Regions from separate parts of the Sus scrofa genome. Here region 2 is linked to region 1. A link is a contact called in public HiChIP or PLAC-seq data. All regions are on one chromosome and are shown on one strand. The core of a region is the stretch at or near the end of the contact, and the rest is flanking DNA. Distances in the headings are between cores, read along the strand shown.

Evidence for each region. HiChIP or PLAC-seq counts read pairs in DNA pulled down with a chosen protein or histone mark.
Region 2: a contact with region 1 is called in an H3K27ac HiChIP or PLAC-seq map of alveolar macrophages. The contact joins two enhancer-like sites. A contact is called at or near these places in 1 of 5 promoter capture datasets (liver) and 2 of 2 datasets of contacts at active chromatin or transcription factors (alveolar macrophages and skeletal muscle).

Annotation. Positions count from the first base shown.
Region 1 is chr7:86,066,663-86,072,482 of Sscrofa11.1, forward strand. It overlaps CHD2 (chromodomain-helicase-DNA-binding protein 2), which reads right to left. Exons shown (of 38, transcript XM_021099370.1): 6 at 5,626-5,766; 7 at 3,662-3,795; 8 at 1,434-1,659; 9 at 1-96. It also overlaps the pseudogene LOC110261692. Among named protein-coding and RNA genes, the nearest start is that of CHD2, 38 kb to the right of the region's middle. Within about 2 kb of position 2,884, at least 2 of the 83 cell types and tissues checked have an H3K27ac peak or open chromatin away from gene starts, as enhancers often do. A contact at or near this core is called in alveolar macrophages, where this site is marked.
Region 2 is chr7:86,170,637-86,176,456 of Sscrofa11.1, forward strand. No RefSeq gene overlaps it. Among named protein-coding and RNA genes, the nearest start is that of FAM174B, 8.4 kb to the right of the region's middle. Within about 2 kb of position 3,220, at least 73 of the 83 cell types and tissues checked have an H3K27ac peak or open chromatin away from gene starts, as enhancers often do. A contact at or near this core is called in alveolar macrophages, where this site is marked.

The DNA.
Region 1 (5,820 bases), core at 1,634-4,133:
ACTCTTTCCACTATCTGATACTGTTTATTCAGCTCCGAGGCCAGCTCTTGTTGGCAGTTGAAATATTCCACATCTTCAGGAGAAACTTTCCCTAACCTAGACAGAGAAAGACAGAAAAAGTACATACTTATCAGATTTGGGAGAATCCATACATATTTACCAAAACAAAGTCAAGGCAGGAAAGGAAAGGAAACTTAGTCTTTACTTCCATCTATCCCTTTAATAATCTTTTACTAGTAATTAGGCCAGAGATTTTTACAAAAAAACATGACTTGTAAAAATACTAAAAACCTTAGACTTATACTAGTTCTCTCTGATGTGGCCTATTTATAAAGAAACCTAAAATTACTTTTTTGTATAATAAATTCATGTGATCTCATGTGATAAATTCATTTATCTTAACAGATGAGGACAAGAAAACTGTTCCAGATTTAAAAGAAAACATGCCATTTTTCCATATATGTATGGGCTTTAGGAGTGATTAAATGCGCCTTTTTTTGGAAAACTAGTTATTCTTAGTTATGAGGACAACACTTGGAATTAAGTAATACCATACTTTTGAGGATTTTAAATTTCTAAATGTTTTATAACCTAACTCCTATCTTAGGGATACATACCTCTGCTTTTGACTCAAAGGAAAAATATGTGATTTACTGAAATAGCACATTTTGCATAGTAATAAAATGGGAATCAGAACCCATTTTGTCCCTATTTCTAACATAAAATAATCTGATCACATGACACTGACAGGGATGTCTTCAGGGGCAACTTAATACTTCTTATTACTCTGCTAGGTTTGTGTGTGCTATAGCCCCACAAATTTCTCATACACGACCTATCACATTCAAAGCTGTAAGTAAACTAAAAACCATGGGCTATCATAGTTTCAGAATATTTCTGGCACATCATTTCTGTAAATTGTGTAGAACCAAGATCAGCTTTAAGTGTACCATTACCCAGAGAACTCTAGAATATTAATTCCTGACATCTCACTCACCCAAGCACAACCACAGAAAAGAAGCAAGGTGCTTAAGAACATTAGCTTTGGAACTCCAATCCTGGCTTTGGAACTCCAATCCTGGGCCCACTCACAGAGTTGCTCTCTACCTGAATCTCCCCATCTACAACATCTTGTTCAACAGTACAAATCTCATAGGGTTATTGCGAGGATTAGAGAGATGATGTCTGAAAAATGCTCCATATGCTTGTTATTAATATTAAACTCTACAAATTTGATGGCTATACACAAAAATATATAGTCTCTTAAGGTCACAATTTCATAAAACGTTAACTATGGATGGCTCTATGTTCATTCAGATGATTTAGGCAAAATTTGATATCCTAGACAGCCTTGTTTCTCTATGCACCATTTAAAAACCTTCCCTTCCCTCAGGAGGCAAATATATTTCTTTGGTCCAGGACAGATAACGTACCACTGCTTGATTTCGTCCTCTTTCTTCTTGAAGTTCTCTAGTTTTTTTAGACCCTTCACTTTCTGTTGCTGTAAGGACTCTTCACTCTCCCACGTGCTGTGGATATATGACCAGCCTTTCCACTTGATGAGGTACTGAACTTCACCTTCATCCTTTTCAGAGTCAAAGTCGCCACTAGGGTCTCCATTAGCTTCAATTGCATATACAGTAGTAGAAGCTCCAGTGGCTGCAAAAGGATTCAATGAAATTTTAGAAAGTATATTAAACCAGGCACTGTAAAGCCTTCCAGGTACATAATCATCTATAGGATCTCTTTCTGGATGAAGCACTAAAATCCTTTAACTTGAAATAAGCAGATATTCACAAACAATTCAAGGATGAACATGAGCAACAAACTTCAACTATTTTCAAAATGCAAACCCAATTTTTACAATAAAAAACATTCCAGACAGGTGGGGGGTAGGAATGGATTGGGGGTTTGGGATTGGCGTATGCACCTATTGCATACGGAATGATTCTTCCAACAGGGTCCTGCTGTACAGCACAGGGAACTCTACCCAATGTTCTATGATAATTTACATGTGAAAAGAATCTGAAAAAGAATGACTATGTACTGAATCACTTCATTGTACCCCAAACATTACTGCAACATTATAAACCAACCGTTTTTCAATAAAATTTTAAAATATGAAATAAACAGGAGTTCCCACTGTGGTGCAATGGTTTAAGAATCTAACTGCAGTGGCTCAGGTCACTAGTGGAGGTGCGGGTTGGATCCCCAGCCAGGCACAGTGGGTTCAAGGCCAGCAGTTGCTGCTCAGGTTGAAGATGCAGCTCAGATTCAATCCCTGGCCTAGGAACTTTCACATGCTGCGGGCACAGCCTTGAAGAAAAAAAAATGAAATAAATAAAAAACATTCCAAAATTTACTGGTGAAATTCAAGAAATCTTTGTGTCTTAGCACGATAAAAATCAAACAGCAACGTTCTTTTGTTTTGGTCCGTACTAACTCTCTCTAGGAATACTAAGAACAAAGTAAAAAAATTTTAAATCTCCCCAATCACCCATCCACTCGAAGTTCTCTATCAACCCTGTTAATCTGAAGCGAGGCTGGATGAAAAAAGACAATGAAAATGGAATTAGGTATTATTTTGATATTTCCTATATGGAAAGGTAACTTTCAAAAACTGAGTTATGAAATATCTCAATTTGGATATAAAAAATTCTTCACTATTGCCCAAATAAGTATTTTAACCAGTCTGATACTTAACCTAAAGGTAGATTCACTTAATCTTAATAAGGAGGAATCTCTGCTACATCACTGCTTTTAAAGATATTAACATACTTTTAACTACCTTAATTTAAAAATCTCAAAGACATAACAGAACACTGCCCTACAGTCTCAGCTCTGAGACATCAAAATTGAGTCAGAAAAACTTCCGCATTTCACAACAAATATGAGCATGGACTGAAATTCATCCTTTAGGAGCTGAATACATAAAATCTGGGCCTTTCTTACTGAGCAGATATAAAAAGTAACTTGCTGGCTTTCAATGGTAGTGTCTGGGGAAGGGGCAACAGGTGACATATCTGGCCACAAAGGTGGCAAGAAGCCCCTGAAGCAACCCAAGAAGCAGGCCAAGGAGATGGGACAAGGAAGATAAGGCATTCAAGCAGAAACAGAAAGAGGAACAAAAGTAATTCAAGAAGCTAAAAGCAGAGGCTATGGTGAAGGGCCCCTGATCACAGGCAGGATTAAGAAATCTGATAAAAAGTAAGCTATTTTAGGAGTTCTCATTGGCACAGTAGAAGTGAATCCAACTAGTATCCATGAAGATGGGGGTTCGATCCCTGGCCTTGCTCAGTGAGTTAAGGATCCAGCATTGTCGTGAGCTGTGGTGTAGGTCACAGACGCAGCTCAGATCTGGCGTGGCTGCGGCTGTGGCACAGGCTGGCAGCTGTTATCTCCGATTCAACCCCTAGCCGTGGAATTTCCATATGCTGTGGGAGCAGCCCTTAAAAGGAAAAAAAAAAAAGTAAGTTGTTTCCTGTGTCTGAGGCAATGATGATCTTAACTCCACTCCTGTTTAAACATCTGGATTCCCTGCCACAACATCTGTTGCCACCTACAGCTCCTATGAAGGACTTAGAGCCTGTCGTGATTTAAGAATCAACTTTTATTTAAAAAAAAAAAAAAAAAAAGTAATTTGCTCCCCAAAGACACATACCTCCTTTCTTTCCCAGCCTTGAATCTAAGACCTTTTCAATAGTTTCACTATTATCCTGTTGTTCATCAACTCCTTCTCCGGTCATTTCAATGAGGTCATCTGAGTCAGTCTCAAAGTCATCGTCTTCTTTGTAACTGCGTGAGGAATAATGCCGAATAAATGAAAAACTATTTTTTCAAACGCCATATGTGATAATATCCTTAGAATAAGGAACCATATTCCCTTTTAGCTCCAATATGCTGGTTTACAGATCAGCCACAGATAAAGTGGGCACAAAGTTCATCTTTTTCCTAAAGAATTAATACCTGCTCATAGACAGCTGCAGGAAGGCTACCTCATATTTCAAAATAAAAACAGAAGATGGTGATTTTTTGTAAGTAAGACATAAAAAACCACAAAGACACTCCTATGTTTTCATTCCTTAATGAGATCATTACTATGTATAATAAGGAAACAATTTCAAAGAAAGAAAATGCATGATAAATGGAAGAAACTGTTACTATTTCATTAGATTAAAACCCTGCATTTTGTCTCTTAATAGTAAGAATATGAAATTTAAGTAATCTCAACTTTCACTGAGAACATTATGAGCATAATTTTTGGTTACAAGATATTAAAACATAACCTTCCACCATGTATAAACAACAAATGGTATGGAAGTTACTCAAGAAAAAAACACAATTCTGCACAACCTAGAATAGATTTACAAGGAGATCCTGCTGAACAGCATTGAGAACTATGTCTAGATACTCATGTTGCAACAGAAGAAAGGGTGGGGGAAAAAACTGTAACTGCAATGTATACATGTAAGGATAACCTGACCCCCTTGCTGTACAGTGGGAAAATAAAAAAAATAAAAAAAAAAAGAAAAAAAGAAAAAAACACAATTCTGGATTCAGTGCAGGTGTAGGATTTTCCTCCTAAGCTACACACTAACATACATAAAACCCAGCCATAGCTTTCAAATTATTAACTGAATGCACTGGACAGATTATTAATAACTCCAACACTCAGTTTCACCATCTCTAAGTAGACCAAAAGAAACCTGCATATCCTCCTCTAAAAGGAAATTAAATGTTTTGATTCATATAAAGTTAAATATTTGTTTGCATATATCTACTCCTTTATTTCATTTTCTATTAATGTTTCATATCCTATCAGAAAGCTTGATAAAATTACTATATCCAAATGACAATACATAAGCTGAAACTTAGAACAATGTGTCTGAGCACATTCAGAGAAACGCAGAATTAAAAACACAATCCAAATGTCTTTCCTAAAAAAGAATGTTATGGAGGTCCATCGTGGCGGAGCAGAAACAAATCCGACAAGGATCCATGAGGTTGCAGGTTCAATCCCTGGCCTCACTCAGTGGGTTAAGGATCCAGCATTGCCATGAGCTATGGTGTAGGCTGCAGACATGGCTCAGATCCCAAGTGGCTATGGCTGTGGTGTAGGCCGGCAGCTGTAGCTCCGACAAGACCCCTAGCCCAGGAACTTCCATATGCTGGGAGTGTGGCCCTTAAAAAAAAAAAAGAATGTTATAAAATAGTGAAAACAGGGAGTTCCCGTGTGTCACAGCAGGTTAAGGATCAAGCTTTGTCACCGCAACAGCTGAGGTTGCTGCTGTGGCTCAGTTCAATCCCTGACCTGGGAACTTCCACATGACCCCAGTGTGGCCAAAAAAAAAAAAAAAAAACCACAGTGACAATACCACCACCACCACCTGAACAAAACATGAACTTGAAGTAGTTGAAGGTTTGAAATAAGGTATCACTATTCCTATTGGCCAACGCCATTCTTTTTGCAAGAACTGTAGCCAGATTTCTGAATACGACCTCAAGACATGGGTCGTTATTTCTGCCTATCAGATGCCTAATCCTGGACTTCTTAGAACAAAGTTCCAGCCAACTTCACTATCATCATCCCTCATACAAATGAAAACCTTCTGTGGCTTCACCTACCTAACATTTTTAGCCGCTCTGCGGCGAGTCTGCCTTTTGGGAGCTTCATCATCTTCATCATCATCATCAGAAGAATCTTGTTTTTTCCTCTTTCCACGTTGAGTCTTAGGTTGCTTTTTCACACGAGGTTTGGGCACTGTTCTAAAATGAGAAAAGGAAAAAAATGCCAAAGTCCTTACTTTATCATTTCGTGTC
Region 2 (5,820 bases), core at 1,970-4,469, 100 kb after region 1:
TCCAGAGGCGCCATATCTTATTCTTCAAGATAAGTCAAAGACACTGATTTGTATGTAAATCCAGATTTAAAAAATGTGACTTGAGATTTAAAAATACAATTGAGGAGTTCCCGTCGTGGCGCAGTGGTTAACGAATCCGACTAGGAACCATGAGGTTGCGGGTTCAGTCCCTGCCCTTGCTTAGTGGGTTATCGATCCCGCATTGCTGTGGCTCTGGTGTAGGCCTGTGGCTACATCTCCGATTCGACCCCTAACCTGGGAACCTCCATAGGCCCAAGAAATAGCAAAAAAAAAAAAAAAAAAAAAAAAGTCAAAGACACTGATTTGTATGTAAATCCAGATTTTAAAAAATGTGACTTGAAATTTAAAAATACAATTTTGAGAAAGAGTCAAACGAATTAGTTTGGTAGGCTGGATTAGGCCTGTAGATCACCAGTTTGAGATCTCAGACTTACTCATCTAGGTACCCTGCTGTAAGATGCTGGGAATACAAAGATTAAAAAAAAATTTTTACTCTCATGAAGTTCACACTAGTACCTCATGCATGACTACACATAGATATCTATATCTAACATGGGAAATCTCCAAGTAGTCCGGGAGCCCAGGGAAGACCAAACCAGATGCAGATGGGTGGGTAGGAAAGAGGAGGTTCAGAGGAGAATTCCAGAAGGATGGATTAACTGAGTTGTCTTGCTAGTGGAGCCAAGCAAGCAGAAAATGTGGAGGAAGGTGGTCCAAGATGAGACAACAGCACATGCTGAGGCACGGAGGCTACAAGCAGCCAGAGCCTTTTGTTAAAGGAGCTAAGACAGGTAGGCATTTGAGACTCAGGAGAACAGTGGAGGTAAGAGGTCCTCCCAGCCAGGCATCTCCAGGAGGACTGAAGACTGAACTCAAAAGAACATCAAAGCCAGCTGTCCGTTTGTCAGATCTTGGACGTGTTCTCATGGCTGGTGCAGCATGCAAATTCACTCAGCATCTGCTAGGAATTAGCTGTCATTTCAAAGAAACAAGGAAGTAGGTATTTGAATCAGAATAGAAAATTCAATCCTCAACATTTGGTAATACACTTCTCCTGGCTTCCAACTATTTGGATTACTCTTCATCTGTGGAAAGCATGGGCCAGTAAGGTGAAAATTTGAACACAACCTGACCCTCTGATTGGAAGAACTGGCCTGTTTTGTCTCTGGATCCCGTGTCGGGCAAATACAAGTCTAAATAAATAAATCAAATAGATTGTAAACTTAATAAAAAAAACTATAAAACTTATTGAAGGAAATAAAGGAGAAAATCATTGTGGAAAAAGAAAGAAAGAAATCTCCTCGCATCCCATTTCTGTTTCTTCCAACATTTACACTAGAAATTTCTGATTGTAAATTCTTTCCCTGCCCCTTCGAGACTTATGCAAACCTTTTTAAAAGCTAACTAAGCCTCTTGCCAGTTTTACAATACAAGAATGTCTTTCTTAAAGACCTGGGAGCCATCTCTTTGAAATGTAATCACCAAGGAAGATAACATCCCTATTTTCTTTCTGTGGAAAGATTACTCTCCCTGGGGAAAGTAGGAGTCTAACTTCAGTAGGTTGCCAAGTTGCAAACCTACCTCCACTCGTAAAAATATAAGTTCACTTTTCCTTTGGATAAGCTAACTCGCTGACACAGATAGAAGGTACCAATTACCAAGGTGAATTTAGGATGAACTATATGTGACAAATGGTGCTGTCAAGTCCTCCCAGTTATTGTTTATCTGGAGATAAACAGAGAACAGGTAGTAGTAGCAGGGTGTATCTGCTAAGCTATGTAAACAAGAAATTCCTCCTATCTTTGCAGTCTCTCAGTGGATTGCCTGTGATGCATAGCATATTTTGGTTTAAAGCTTATTCAATATAAAATGTTTTTTCTTTCTCTTCTACTTCCGTGGAAAAAGTTTCAGCATAGGCGATTTTGTTTTTAAATTATATTTCCTCAACACCTGCCACCAATACTGCCTGGGTTTGGGTCTTTAAGCTCAGGGTATGGTTAGCATCTAAATGCCCTGACTGAAACAAATGTGAAAAGTTTATTCACGACAAAGAATGCAAGTCAAGAGAAAGAGACTTGCACACTCCTCCCTGAAAGTACTGCAGTTAGAAGACATCATGGACTCTCTGCACTATTTACAGACAGCAGTATAGTACAATGGCAGGCTAGCACAAGCTCTCAGGCTGTCCGGGTTTGAATCATTCCAGTGTTTACTAGCTGTGGTGCTTCAGGCACTTAACCTCCTGGTGCCTTAGTTTCTGGTACATGGGAGAAAAAAATGGGGGTACCTACTTCATAGTACAGTGCTTTCCACAGTTTAAAGCCTCGGTAGTTAATGAGACTTACTTAACATTCTTTGGAGGTTTATTATGGGCAGAAACACTTCTGGGATACAAAGATGGTTAAAACATACTTCTCCCCCAAAAATTTACAATCTTATAATAATTATAATGGTACCATTAATTTGAACATAAAGCAACTATTCAAGATAAAGAGAAAAACGAACAGGTTTTTAAACAATTTTTTAATTGAAATATAGCTGACTTACAATGTTAACTTCTGCTATACTGAGAAGTGACTCAGTTATACATACACATATGTTCTTTTTAAAAGACATTATTTTCCATTATGGTTTAATTACAGAATATTAAATATAGTTCCCTATGCTATGAGGTAAGACCTTATTGTTTATCCATTCTACATATAATAGTTTGCAGCCCAACAGGTATTTTTAAAGGGGAGGGGACACAGTCAAGAGCTAGTACCCCAGTTGAGCTCCACATAATTATACGGTCTCTAAGGTTAAGCGGCATGGTCCAGTTTACACTTAAAAAGAGACGTCTTTCTGAGCTAGTTAAACAGGAAAAACCAGAATTCTTACCAAAAGAAAAGAATGTATCACCAACTTTGAAGCCACAAGCCCTGCTATGGAAAAAGGCCAGGGCTTACACACCCCGAGGCGATCCCTGATTTTCTCCCCATTTAGACAACCTAAGAGGATTTTTGTAACATTATAATAGTAAATAAATATTGACATAGAACACTCTTAAAGCCGGCCCTAAGACCCTTGCTTTCCGCTAAGCTCAAGGGTATTTAGCTGGCTTTGTTTCTGGCACATTAAGACAGGACTCGGCGCCATCTTGGAAACAATAGGGCTTCAGTCGCCCAGGGGTGGGAGCTGGTATCCAGGCAACGGGAGGCCCGCGCCGCGCCCCACCGCGCAGCCGCGCTCCGACGCGCCCTGCCGCCCGCCGCGTGGGCGGGGCTGGGGGGGGCGATGGAAAATTACCCCGGTTCTTCTTAAAGGCACCCGCGCATTTCCGGCCCCAAACTTCGGCGCCAGTTGCCCTTTGAGTGAAAATGTAAAGCAGCTTCTCCATTTTATCTTCTTAGAGGAAATCAAATTCAGTTCGCAATTTCCAGGGCAGGACTAGTCTATACTTAGGCAACTGATGTCGGAATGAATAGGCTTCCTCATGACCAAGTTAAGGGAAAAAAAAAAAAAGAAAGAAAGAAACCGAAAAATAAATACGACTCTGTTGCAGGAAGAGCTACTGAACATACAGGAAAGGCAGAAAAGAACTTCATGAGTAAAGTCACACTGACTATGCAACAGGTTTAAGAATGATGGGGCTCCGAAGCAAACATTTTTTGACAGAATGACGACTTATAACATACTGGAAATTTCCAAAAAACAAAGTTTGTAAGAAGCAACAGGATGGGTTTAGCATGCATCAGAAAAATTTTCCTCTCTTTGTAGATCAGTTTTTACAGTTTTTTGAGATTTTTTTTCCAGCTTCTTAGTCGTTGGGCTTTCCTCCATGTAGCTTTTATGATTTACTAGTTAAGCGGTGGTTTATTGCTGCTTCACTTTTCCGAAGGAACAGATAACATAATTCTCCTAGTTTTTGTAGCATAAACATCCAAGATATATTCTCCGTGACTCTGAAATGATTCTCCCTACCAAGCAATATTCACTAGAAGCCATCCAGAAAACAAGTGGATGACAAAGAAATTTTGGTTTTTCCTGAGTAAAGCTTTTGACGTACTAAATCTCTTTAGTTCGTAAAAGATCGTCCTTCGGTCTGTTCCTCCTCTGAAGATTTGCTCGGTGGTAGTAGTCTTTTCCGTGGTTAAACTGGTATGAGGCATATCTCCTGTACTCATGCTCCGACTGCAGACATTACAGGGGGAGCCAGGATGGATTCTGACAAGTGTAGACATGATGTTCCAGTCTTACTATGGCCCTGGCAAATTGATTTTCCGCTCCCGGCTGAGCTGTTTCCCTCATGCTTCTCGGCTGTATTAAACCACCTTCACCCCAATCCCCTTTTAACACGTCTCTTTTTATCCCTAATGTGAATTCTCTCGCATTCCATGCGCCACTTCTTAGTAATTTTTGACGGATCTTCTTGTTTTCCAGAACGCATAGTTGTGATATTTGAGCACTAAGCAAATGTTTTGCATGAGTTTAGACACCCAGGACAGCGTTGGTTTTTCAAGTTTGGGTGTTAAGGAAGGGATGCACTTGTGACATCATCTTACTTTTCAGAACCGCAGGGAAAACTAATTACATGTAACAAAAAGATACGTCGTGTAGAGTTGTCAACCACTTTGAAGCTTCAGGGGAATGTGATTTAATGTAAAGGGAGCTGTGGTTATGAAACAAAAATATGTGCCGCTTGAATTTTTTTTTTTTCCTACAGGACGTGAACCTGTGCCAAAAAACTGAAATCAGGAAATGCCCCATTTCAGATAGGATGATTTTTCTAATTTTTAAAATAGTTTTGTCGTGGAAAGCCTCGTCTATAATAATACTTAATGGCTGCTGAGCTGGCCAGTGTAGGTGCCAGAGCTGAATAGTGGGGCTTCCTCTTTCCTCTGCAGGGAAGTGGTATTTTACAGCCCAAACAGCTCTGTGGGGTTTGTAATGGCCCACAGTGTCCCTATCTCTGTTAGAATTTACTGCAGAACAGAGACTTCAGATGTAGAGTCACCTGGATTTTCCCTCTCAGATCTAATTCTACTGTTAAGTGGCTTAGAGACTAAATTCGTAGAAATTAGAATCTAACTTTAGGTAAATATAATCACGGAGTTTCAGAAGAAAGCAAAGTGTTTAAACATGTAGAAAATTTTAGCAAGCACAGTTGGTAGATTGTGCTTGCTTATTTATTTAATAAAGGTAAAATGGTACAGTTCATAACATTTTCTAAGAATTAGCCGGTTTGAATGCAGGAAGACAGGGTTTGGGAGTTCAGCCTTTCAGGTAGGGCTGTGGGATAAAATACTGGAGGCCACTCAGTCAACCGTGAATTTCTGATAAACAATGAATCTTTTTTTTTTTTTTTTTTTAGTGTAAGTAATATTTGGGACAAAATTACACTAAAATCTTGTCTGTTGTTTATCTGCTGGGCACCTTGTATTTTTGTTAAATCTAGCAGTCTTTAGGAGTTCCCGTCGTAGCCCAGTGATTAACGTATCCGACGAGGAAACACGAGGTTTCGGGTTCGATCCCCGGCCTTGCTCAGTGGGTTAAGGATCTGATCCGGCGTTGCCACGAGCTGTGGTGTAGGTCGCAGACTCAGCTCGGATCCTGCTTTGCTGCGGCTTTGGCGTAGGCCGGTGGCTACAGCTCCAATTAGACCCCTAGCCTAATATGCTACAGGTGTGGCCTTAAAAAAGCAAAAGACCAAACCAAACCAAAAAACCTCAAACCTCACTATCCTGATGATGAAATTATAAATTTATATATATATATATATATATTTTTTTTTTGCATTTTAGGGCTGCACCCAAGGCA